Linked DNA regions of Mus musculus: regions 2 and 3 are each linked to region 1. A link is a contact called in public promoter capture Hi-C data. All regions are on one chromosome and are shown on one strand. The core of a region is the stretch at or near the end of the contact, and the rest is flanking DNA. Distances in the headings are between cores, read along the strand shown. Region 1 holds the start of Slc39a13 (solute carrier family 39 (metal ion transporter), member 13). Region 2 holds the start of 1110051M20Rik (RIKEN cDNA 1110051M20 gene). Region 3 holds the start of Nup160 (nucleoporin 160).

Region 1 (3,690 bases), core at 117-2,616:
TAGGGGTAGTCTACATGAGACCTTATGTCAAAAATATATAAATAAATAAACCAAGAGTGGTGGCACACGTATTTAATTCTAGCACTGAGGAGGTAGAAGTAGGCAGATCTCTGTAGGTTCAAAGTCAGCCACATCTACATAGAAAGTTCCAGAACAGGCAGGGGGTTAGGGCTACATAGAACCAATCTCAAAGTAAAACGACAACAACAACAACAACCACACACACAAACACACACTGTGAGGTAGGGCATCAACTGTGATGTGTGAGTTCGGTCTGCTCTCGGAGCGCCCAGAAGGAACAAGGGACCATAGAGAGCCGCAATGGTAGGTGAGGACTAATGAGCCCCTCACTCTGTCACAGCCAGCCCAGGGGAGCACTCATTCGGCCTCTGCTGAATGTCTTCCATGTCAGTTACTGGCTGATTCCCAGAGAAGGATGCAAACATGTATCGGATCGCAAAGGAGTGGGGGGTGTTAGGCCACATCCACACCTTAGCTCCAGCTTAGACATGAGGTGGCCATCGCACGCCCTAGGGAGAGGTACATCCAAGTTGAATTCCGCCTCTGCCATATGTGTGACATATGTCTGACCCTAGGTCAACAGTCAGTACCCACCTGAAAGATAAAAACGATTTGGTAAAGTTAACACTGATTACTGAGTAAATGGTCAGTAAAGGGCTACCCTAGATCAGAGAACTGTAGCCATTGTTATTGCCACTAACTGCTCCTTCGGTCTAAGAGTTCAGGTACAGCTTTGTCAGGGTAAGAGAACACCAAGTCCTTTGTTGTATCCTGGCTTGAAATTCCAGGGCACAGGCTCTAGAAACGTGTACTGGACTTCAAAGGGTTACAGTCCTGGAGACGGTGGCCTGAGGTTCCAAGTGAAAAACCAAAGCATAAAAATAATTCGATGAGTAAGAATAAAATTCCCTCTTCTGAGGTACCCAGAGCCAGGCCCCTCCTTGCGGCAGGCACTTCCCCTTTCCCTAGCTCATGGAGGAGCCAGGCCTGCTGACTCAGAGAGCCATAGCCCTGCTCTCGTCCCGGGACGGAGCGGTTTGGCAGCCGTGCGCGCCCCCGTGTGGCCACTGCTGGAACTGCATCCTCAGAAGGACGCCACACTGAAGCCCCGCCGCCCTGTTGATCCCGGTTCCCGCGTGGGTGCCGCCCTCACCCTAGCTTAACTTGGCTAAACGCGATGCCCACGAGGGTACCCACTTCCGTCCTACTCTCCCCGCAGCCCCAGAATCCGCCCCGAGCGGAAGTGCGCTGACCGCGCGGGTCCCCCATGGTATGAGGCGGAAGCGCCTCCCCCGCCGTCGCTCCGTCTAGCCCCCCGGAGCCGCGCGCGTCGGGTTCCGGACTGTCCCGTGTGACGTGGCTGCACGCCGGGGGTGGCTCCGGGCTGGGGGCCTAGTGGTGGGGCCGGGCGAGGCAGAGCGGGGCGGGGCGCGACACTGCAGCTGGATGGCCGGGCCCGCCCGGAGCGCTGCATCTGCTGCCGCTGCCACCTCTGCCACTGCGCGGTGAGTGATCGCTGGACCCTCAGGCCGGCGTCCGGGGCGGGATGGACCGTGTCAGTTCCCAAACCTGTCGCGACTCGTCCTCAGTTTAGGAGTTGAACTTGCCTGCTCTTTGGCTCTTTACCTCTGACGTCCCACGCTCTGCCCCTCAGCCCTCCCTGCTGCCCCGCTTCTTGTCTTCTCCTTCCACCAGACATTCTAGCTCATTTTATTGACTTTCCTTTCTCTTGCTTTCTCCTTTCTCTCCATACCCCATACTTCTCTGCTGAACCTGTGGTCCCCCCTTGCCTCTGCATGACCCGCTAAGGTCTTGGCCTGGCGAGGGCCTGCCTTGGTCCCAGTGAAGCTTTGCTCGTTTGTTTGTGCTGGTGTTGGCAGTGGCGGCCGCGAGGGGTCGGGGAGGGCTGGGGCAGGGGTCACTAATTATGGCCTGAAGATTCCAGACATAGGCTTGTAGCCCACCAATCAGAGACCGATGATTTCTCTCTTAACATCCATTGGCAGATGAGGAAACTGAGGCAGTTTCAAGGTCACAGCCAGTAGAAGACGGGGCAGATCACATTTAAACTTTCCAGATTGAACTTCTGGCTTGGTTGACTCACATCCCCATCCGGCTGCCATCAGTCTGCAGAGCACATTCCTTCTGCGAGTGCTTCAGACCTCCCCTGGCATTCAGAGGACTTGCATTCCCTCCTCGATGCCAGCAGCTACCTGCATTGTCAAGTTCACCTCATATTCATCGCTGTTAGGGAGCTCTGTTACCTCATCCATTCCCTGATGAGGACACTGAGGCTCAGGCTCATAAGGGACTACAGTCAGTTAACAATCTAGAGCACCAAATTAATTAGCCATAAGTTAGTTACCACAGCCTCTGGCTCTGGCAACTGTGAGGCATCTCTTCTCTTCAGCCCCACCTCTTGTCTCTTGGTGCCCAAGAATAAGATCATTTAGGAGGAAGAGGTTTGGACTATGACTCAGTTTCCCCACCTGTGTTTCTTTGTACCACGCCATCAAGCTAAACAGTGCTGGCTTTAGACCCTGGGGTGTCTTTACCGGCACATTCTGGCAGCCAAGCCTCTCCTGGCAGCTAGAGGCACCCAACAGGGATGGTCCCTCCTCCGGTGGCTGAAGGAGCCCAGCCAGTGCCTCACCCAGTCATTAAGGAAAGTTTAGCCTCAGGCGGACACATTGACACATAGGCTGGAGCCAGCTCAGAAGGAAAATATGTGTGGTTCTTGGGAGACGTGTAGATGGGCAGAGGGTGCTCCGTGCACCCACCCTGGGGATTGTTTCCGCTGCAGAGTGAGCAGGAGGGGGATGCCATGGCCGGTTGAGAGGTGGGAAGAGACGCTGTGCTTCCTAAGTGGGGTGTGTGGTCCAGGGAGGCAGCTCACGTGAGCAGTCTTTGTGTTTTCTAGCGCCCGGCATGCCTGGATGTCCCTGCCCTGGCTGTGGTATGGCAGGCCAAAGGCTCCTCTTCCTCACTGTCCTTGCCCTGGAGCTCCTGGAAAGGGCTGGAGGTTCCCAGCCAGCCCTCCGGAGCCTGGGGGCTGCAGCTGCCTGTCGCCTGGATAATAAAGAAAGCGAGTCCTGGGGGGCTTTGCTGAGTGGGGAGCGACTGGACACCTGGATCTGCTCCCTCTTGGGCTCTCTCATGGTTGGGCTCAGTGGGGTTTTCCCCTTGCTGGTCATTCCCCTGGAGATGGGGACCCTGTTACAGTCAGAAGGTGAGTGGCCCTTCAGCAGCTGAGGATCAGAGGGGAGGGAACCTGCTGCCGGCTCTGGGGAAATGCCAGGTCTCATGTACCAGGTACACCAGACATAGTATGCCTAGCATGGAGTCCAGTGTCACCTTGGTCCTGTGCGCATAGGGTATACATATTCATTTGTTCACTCATGCATGCATCTGTTTATTATTTCAATCAACAAACATTCCCCAGACTCGTTATGAAGAATGGCTGGCAATATGGCTGCCATACTACCTGGGCTCAAATCATGGCTCTGCCACCCACCAACTATGTAGAACATGGCAATTTACTTAACCTCACTCTGCCTCAGTCTGTCAGACTTTAAAATGGGGATAATAAGGCCGGGCAGTGGTGGCACACGCCTTTAATCCCAGCACTTGGGAGGCAGAGGCAGGCAGATTTCTGAGTTCAAGGACAGC
Region 2 (3,381 bases), core at 240-2,739, 370 kb before region 1:
TAAGCCCAATATGAAAAATCATTAAATTTCTATACCCTCAAGCTGCATGGAGGAGGGGTAGAGGAAGGAGAAGTTAATTATTTTTAACAAAACTTGCAGGACTTCATATCAACAACTACCAACCTGGAAAATTCATTACCTCAGAACACCAAACACTGTCCCTTGTGTGGCTCTGTCCCTTTCTCCTTACCACATCCAAATTCAGAGTGACTCACAGGAGCCTAGAATTGAGACATATATACAAATTTAAGGGAAAGGGAGAATTACAAGGTCTGAGTAGCTCCTTTGGGGAGACTAAGAATAGGCCCCTCAGAACATAAGAGAAGAGCCTCCTCTTTACTTACTCCAGTGTAGGTGGTCTGTGGGATTCCCAGTCACTCCTTTGATGACATCAATTTCGTTTTCTTTCTTTGTCACAAAACCTCTCCTCTTTCGAAAACTTCTCCTTGTTGAAGGGGCAGGGACTTACTTCAAAACAAAACAAAACAAAACAAAACAAAACAAAAGTGAGGATCGAGTGGCTTTTTCTGCTAGGTTTGGACTGTGACACTGTACAGATCTCTTTCCTGTTCTTGCACAGAGAGAGGAGATAAGAAAATCTGGTTATTTGAAAAGAAAGGAATAGTCTTTCTTCTTCAGAAAGGATAGAGCTGAGGATATGTAATAAATGCTCTAGTTTCTGACCCATTTCCTTTGAGAAATGAAGTGACTTTGTAGGAAAAAGGAAAGGCACTTGGACAAGATGTCAAATAATAGGAAGTAGAAGCAGTCTCAAACGGCTAAAGGGAATTTGAGAGGAATGGTCATTAACTTACAGAGGACTTGATGAGTAGTTTTAAAAATTGCATTTTACCGGGTGTAGGGGCACACACCTTTAAAACATTAAAACCTCTGAGAGCTGCAGGCTCAGGCAGATCTCTTAAATTCAAGGCTATCCTGGTCTACACATCAAGTTCTAAGCCCGACTGGGCAATACAGTGAGACCCTGTCGAGATATATATTTGGGGCAGGGGATTTGTGGAGGTCAGAGGACAACTTGGAGGAGTTGGTAGGCTGTTTTCACCACATGGGGTCCCTTGGATTGCTCAGTGGCCCTTAGTAGTATCTCTATGCTAAAGACGTATCCCCGACCTCCAGAAGCTGCCAAGATACAAAGAACATTTTGTACCAACTTGAAAGAGTAAATCCTAAAAGTGATTAATAATAGATAATGAGATCTCAGTGTTAGGCGAGGCCATACATGATCATTATTGTTAGAATAAACAGAAACTATGAAATCCAGAAATTGCAGATATGAGCCACTGATAGTAATTCTTCAGCATCACAAAATACGACACATTCAGAGAATTTAATTCACAGATTCTAAAACCAAATCCCAAAAATAGGAGTTAAAGAAAATCAGACTCTAAGTGACTGCTTCCGGAACTTGTGTGATAGGCTCTACGTTGCCAGTCGGAGACTGTTTACGTGACACCCTCTCAGCCTTCTAGTTCTCCTCTGGCCGCCTGGGTGCCATGGCAACAGAGACAGGCTGTAACCTGGGTTCCGGAAGAAGAAAGCTGGAGCGTGGAAACTACCCGGTCAAAGGATGCTGAGTCCCGAGCGCCTAGCTCTACCGGACTACGAGTATCTGGGTAGGGGCTTTTTTCAGCGTCGGGAAAAGAAAGGAGTAATGTGTTAGGGGAAGGAGTGGGTAGGAGACAGGGGCGGAGCCTGAACGGTAGCGGGTCTGGATGGGACGGGAGGACAGAAAGAAGGGGTTCTAGGGCCTGAGCCTGAATGTAGGGCCAAACCTGGATGAAAAATAACATTTATGGAGTAAAGAATGGCTGAATTATATGGACTGGCTCTCAGGCAATGAGGACTGCATTCTAAGTAACACAATTAAGAATCTGAGGCCCCAAACAAGGCTATTATTGATAGGTTTGTATTGACGCAAACTTGGCATCTGAAATGACTTCAGTCATTTTGTAAATAATAATTTTGCCTTCATAGTGCACGGTTATTTCGAGCTTTTCATTTTCATTAGGCATTCTGCACGAGGTAAGCATTTTGCATGCAGCATTATCATAGAAGGGATTGCTGTGTTTGCTACTTTACAGATGGAGACACTAAGGCTAAAGAGACAATTGCATAAGACCTCATACAGTTAGTATTAGGATCAGATTTTCCCCTTGCAGAACTTGACCTTACCCTTGAGCTAAGGCTGTGTGGTACTAAGTACTGTACTTTGCTAAGCACCCTGCAGTGAGTGTGTAACACATTTACTGTATACGTTTGTGTATACACTTATTTTTTTAAAACATTTTTTATGATATTTATTTTTTATTTATATAAGTACACTGCAGCTGTCTTCAGACACACATTAGAAGAGTGCATTGGATCCCATTACAGTTGGTTGTGAGCCACCATGTGGTTGCTAGAAATTGAACTCAGGACCTGTGGCAGAGCAGTCAGTGCTCTTAACCGCTGAGCCATCTCTCCAGACCTTGTGTATACACTTATATGCACACATACACATTTAAAAGTTCATAGCTTAAACATTTAGAGTAGTTTTAAACTTAAAGAGGACTGAGCTGATAGTAGAGTTTTTTCCCTCTGTATCTTCTATTTAGCTTCTATTATTAATTTCTTGTGTTAGTGTGGTACATTTCTTGCAACTGAATATTAGCTCAGTGTGATTACCAACAGCCTATAGTTTATATTAGGGTCCACTCTTTGTATTGTACAGTTTTCTGGACTTGGACAAATTCATATTCTCATATATCCACATTAAGATGTAAAACAATCTTTTCATGGTTAAAACTCCTCTGTGCATCCCCCATTCATTCACCCCTCTCCTTGCTCCTTTCCTTTCCATGACTGATCTTATTGACTTCTAAAGTTTTGCCCCTTTGAGAATAATGGGAATCATTCAGTGTATAAGCTCTTCAGATGGCCTCTTTCGTGTTTCAGTAGGTGTTTAGGTTCCCCCTTGTCGTTTTGTGTCTTGATACTCATTTCTTTACATGGATGAATAACATTTTATTATATGAATGTACCATACACATTTTAAAATAAAATACAACTCTGTATACATATTTTGTTTATGTTTTGAGAATTGATCTCACTATGTAGCCTTGGTTGGCCTTGAACTCACAGAGATCCTCCTGCCTCTGTCTACCCAGTGTTGGACTCAAAGGAGTGAGTTTCCAGACCTGGCAGATGGTTAAAATTTCTTGATCATTTGAAAAGTTGATTCAAAATTGTTTTTTAAATAAAAAGATATTTATCTTGGGGGATGGAGAGATAGCTTAGCAGTTAAGAGCTCTTGCTACTTTTCCAGAGGAACTGAGTTTGGGCTGTAGCACCTACCTACCTACCTGTGACTCCAGCTTCAGA
Region 3 (3,265 bases), core at 680-3,179, 390 kb after region 1:
GGGCGGGGCTGTGCGTGTTTTCATTTTGAAAAGCGGGCGCGGGCGGGGAAGAGGCCTGACGGGCACACTCCCAGCTTGCGGGAACCTTCCCCTCCGTTAGAGCGTTGGCGTGTAAGTTGTTATCCAGCCTCTTCATCGTTCAGCGAAACAAGGAGGAAAAGTAAAAGGAAGGAGGGATTCTTTGTGTTGGCATTTTTGCGAAACTTTTTCTTTACACACCCGCATACACATGTATGTGTTGAGATGTCAGCTCAGGTTGGCCTCGAACTCTGATCCTCCCGCCCCAGCCTCCGGAGTACTAGGATTACAGACACTTGCCACTCTGAGCGACACGGGTCGGATGCGTTGAATTAAATATTAATGCCCCAACCTTCTTGAAGTTATCGAAAATACAGTACAGTTTGCAAACGTGCAAGGAATTGTTTGTGAATTTCTTTCTGGGATCGGTCAGTATTCTCTGGAGGTTGAAGATTGATCATTCAGAGCCAGTTTGGGGCTACATAGTGAGACTTTGTAAATGAATGAGTAAATAAATTAAACTACAACTTCAGGCTTACAGCTGAACATGTTCGTTGGCAACTCCATCAGAATCACAACATTGCGAAGTTCCATAATTCTGCCCCAGCAATTGCATTTCCCTTGACCATTTATTGCCTTAATGACTATTTCGTGATTGTCACTGCCCACACCTCTCTTCAGATGCACCAGAAGAGGGCGCTAGATTTCATTACGGATGGTTGTGAGCCACCATGTGGTTGCTGGGATTTGAACTCAGGACCTTGGGAAGAGCAGTCGGTGCTCTTAACCGCTGAGCCATGTCTCCAGCCCTCACCCCCACTCATTCTTAGCTTACTCTGAAGTCGGCCGAGTGGGCATAGTGGCACACTGACAGCAGCTTTTGGAAGCAAGTAGATCAGGAGTTCAAGATTATCCTCCAATTTATGTCAAGATCAAGGCCAGCCTGAGGCTGCCTAAAACCCTGGCTCAAATCAAACAAAAAGCAGCTTTTAATCCCAGCACTCAGGAGGCAGAGGTAGGTGGGTTTCTGTGAGTTAAAGGCCAGCCTGCATTACAGAGTGAGTTCCAGGACAACCAGGGCAACAGAAACTGTCTTGACGTCCCCATTCCTCACAAAAGAAGACAACTTGCCCTGCAACCATATTTTCCTACCAGCAATTATAGCCTTATGCTTCTGTTTCTGTACATTGAACTGTGTCTGAACTTATAGAGAGACACCCTCCCTACCTTGACCTTCGGTCTATTCCTCATTTTAGCATCTTTAATTTTTCCATTTTTACTAAATTACTCCTCTAAATCTCACTAAGATAAAGTCTCCCCTAGAGCCCTGCTAACCCCTGTCCTTCTGTACTTGGCAAAAAGGGAGTTATGTCTGCACTCAGTGGATGCATCTCAGTGGATCAAGATGAAGCCTAAGGTCCTGGTCCCTTGCTTCCATCTAGGTCCATCCTGGTCAATTTCAGTTCAGTTTTCTCTGCCTAATCCTGCTTTCTTCACTCCCCTAGCAATGCTGTTCTGTGAGCACACTGTGTGCTCCTTCCTGTGTGTAAATCTCTGCTTCAGAGACTTTTTTTTTGAGAGGGAAGCTCACACACACACACACACACACACACACACACACACACAATTTAAAAAATATTTTTTTAAAAGATTACCTGTTGTGCGGCTTGGTGGCACACATCTTGAACCCCAGCACACAGGAGGCAAATGCAGGTAGATCTCTGAATTTAAGGCCAGCCTGGTCTAGGTGAATGAGATATGTTTTGGGGAACTTGTTGTTAGTGTCATTTCCCCCACATATTCAAAATCTCTATCAAGGCAGAAAGAATGCAAGATGAACGGGAAGGTGTGCTGTAACGACACTGCCTCCTGGACACAGCATGGTGGCTGCTCTCGTGAGATCATAACTGTGGTTACCTACACAAAAGACAGGGCCTGTCAACATTCCGTGGTGGGGGTTGGACTTTGAGGCCCCATCGCTCCCCGAGGAGCCGTAGGTAAAGTCAGTGGCTGCTGTGAGGGAGGAGTAATTTTCTCCAGTGGTGTATTTGCTGGTTAGTTGCCGGTGCTCCTATAAATAAGACTCCCTCCCATGCTCATTCAAGCAACTCTAATTAAACCCAGTGGGTCACAGATAGAAAAGACATGAAAGTGGAAGAGGAACTAGTTGGGAAGAAGGGCAAAGGAGGGTGATGGGGGGTCCATGATGAAGCTGGGAATAGTGGCCCACACCTGTCATCCTGGGTGCTTGGAGGGTGGAGGCATTCTAGGCTAGTCTCAGCAACATAGTAAGTGTGAGGCCTGCCTAGGTTACATCAAACCCTGTCTCACAGACGTAGGCAGAAGATTTTATTAGAGTGTGTGTTTGCTTTTTTATTAATGTTATTATTCATTTTACAAATGATGGACATCATATGACATTTTCATACATGTACTTTAGCCTACTTTGTTCACATTCACCTGTTAGCAAATCTTGTCCTCCCTTTCCCTCTTACTGTTCCCCTTCCTCTTCCCAAATAATAGTCCTCCCCTCCCCTTTTATGTCATGTATACATATATTTAAATCTAGATTTTGCATTTTTGTGCCTTCCTTTATTAATAATAATGATGATCCCCAACGTAACCATTTTCATTCAAACGATATGATTTTCTTCTTGTTTATGGCTGAATAGAACTTGAGATGTGATGTTTTCCAAGCTTCAAGCTGTCTTTGACCTTTGGTTCATGTTACAGTAAATTCAAGGTGAATTGCAGTAAGTTAACAGTAACACTTTACATTGCCCGAACTTAGTGACTTTTTTTGGGTGGTAATTCGATGGAAATTATTGAATTATTCAGTGGAATAATTTCTTTCAGTGGAAATTAGTGTTATTTTTCAGTGAGCACTTTCAATGTAATTACTTTATTTCGGGGGTTCCAGGAATGTGGTTTCCTGTCATTTGGCCAGTGACTTTCAAAAGTGATAATAGCAATGACTTGAGATCTAGCCACAGTGCAAAGGGCTTATTATTTTTTTCTATTTCTCTAGATTTTTAAATATTGGTTTTTATCTTCATGCTGTTCTATTAATCATAGTAAGTAGCTTTCCAGTTCCTGGAAGCATATTGGTTTGTCCCACACTTATTTTTTCAGTCTTGATTGCATGTTGGGCACTGGGTTATAATGATCCCCCAAAATAGGCTAAGCAGCCAGATACCTTGTCTTTCTTGTGTTTCGAGACAGGGTTTCTCTGTGTAGCCCTGGCTGT

The links. Promoter capture Hi-C pulls out the DNA fragments that hold promoters and counts their contacts.
Region 2: a promoter capture Hi-C map of liver shows a contact between it and region 1, with 3 times the contacts expected there. The contact joins the promoter of 1110051M20Rik here to the promoter of Slc39a13 in region 1. A contact is called at or near these places in 10 of 39 promoter capture datasets (the 3T3-L1 cell line, 3T3-L1-derived adipocytes, cranial neural crest and 5 more), 2 of 484 Hi-C or Micro-C datasets (Th1 cells and embryonic stem cells), 9 of 115 datasets of contacts at active chromatin or transcription factors (T-cell acute lymphoblastic leukemia, embryonic stem cells, fetal liver and 3 more) and 1 of 9 other capture datasets (macrophages).
Region 3: a contact with region 1 is called in a promoter capture Hi-C map of pre-B cells. The contact joins the promoter of Nup160 here to the promoter of Slc39a13 in region 1. A contact is called at or near these places in 5 of 39 promoter capture datasets (the HPC-7 cell line, cranial neural crest, frontonasal cranial neural crest and 2 more) and 1 of 484 Hi-C or Micro-C datasets (pre-B cells).

What each region holds. Positions count from the first base shown.
Region 1 is chr2:91,067,991-91,071,680 of GRCm38.p6, reverse strand. It overlaps Slc39a13 (solute carrier family 39 (metal ion transporter), member 13), which reads left to right and starts at 1,366. Exons shown (of 10, transcript NM_026721.3): 1 at 1,366-1,526; 2 at 2,942-3,250. The coding sequence starts at 2,950. Gm39874 (predicted gene, 39874) reads right to left here and starts at 1,330. Exons shown (of 2, transcript NR_166131.1): 1 at 1,175-1,330; 2 at 58-615.
Region 2 is chr2:91,442,822-91,446,202 of GRCm38.p6, reverse strand. It overlaps 1110051M20Rik (RIKEN cDNA 1110051M20 gene), which reads left to right and starts at 1,489. Exons shown (of 9, transcript NM_175123.5): 1 at 1,489-1,634. The coding sequence starts at 1,589.
Region 3 is chr2:90,675,879-90,679,143 of GRCm38.p6, reverse strand. Nup160 (nucleoporin 160) reads right to left here and starts at 1,929. Exons shown (of 37, transcript NM_021512.2): 1 at 1,674-1,929; 2 at 1-130.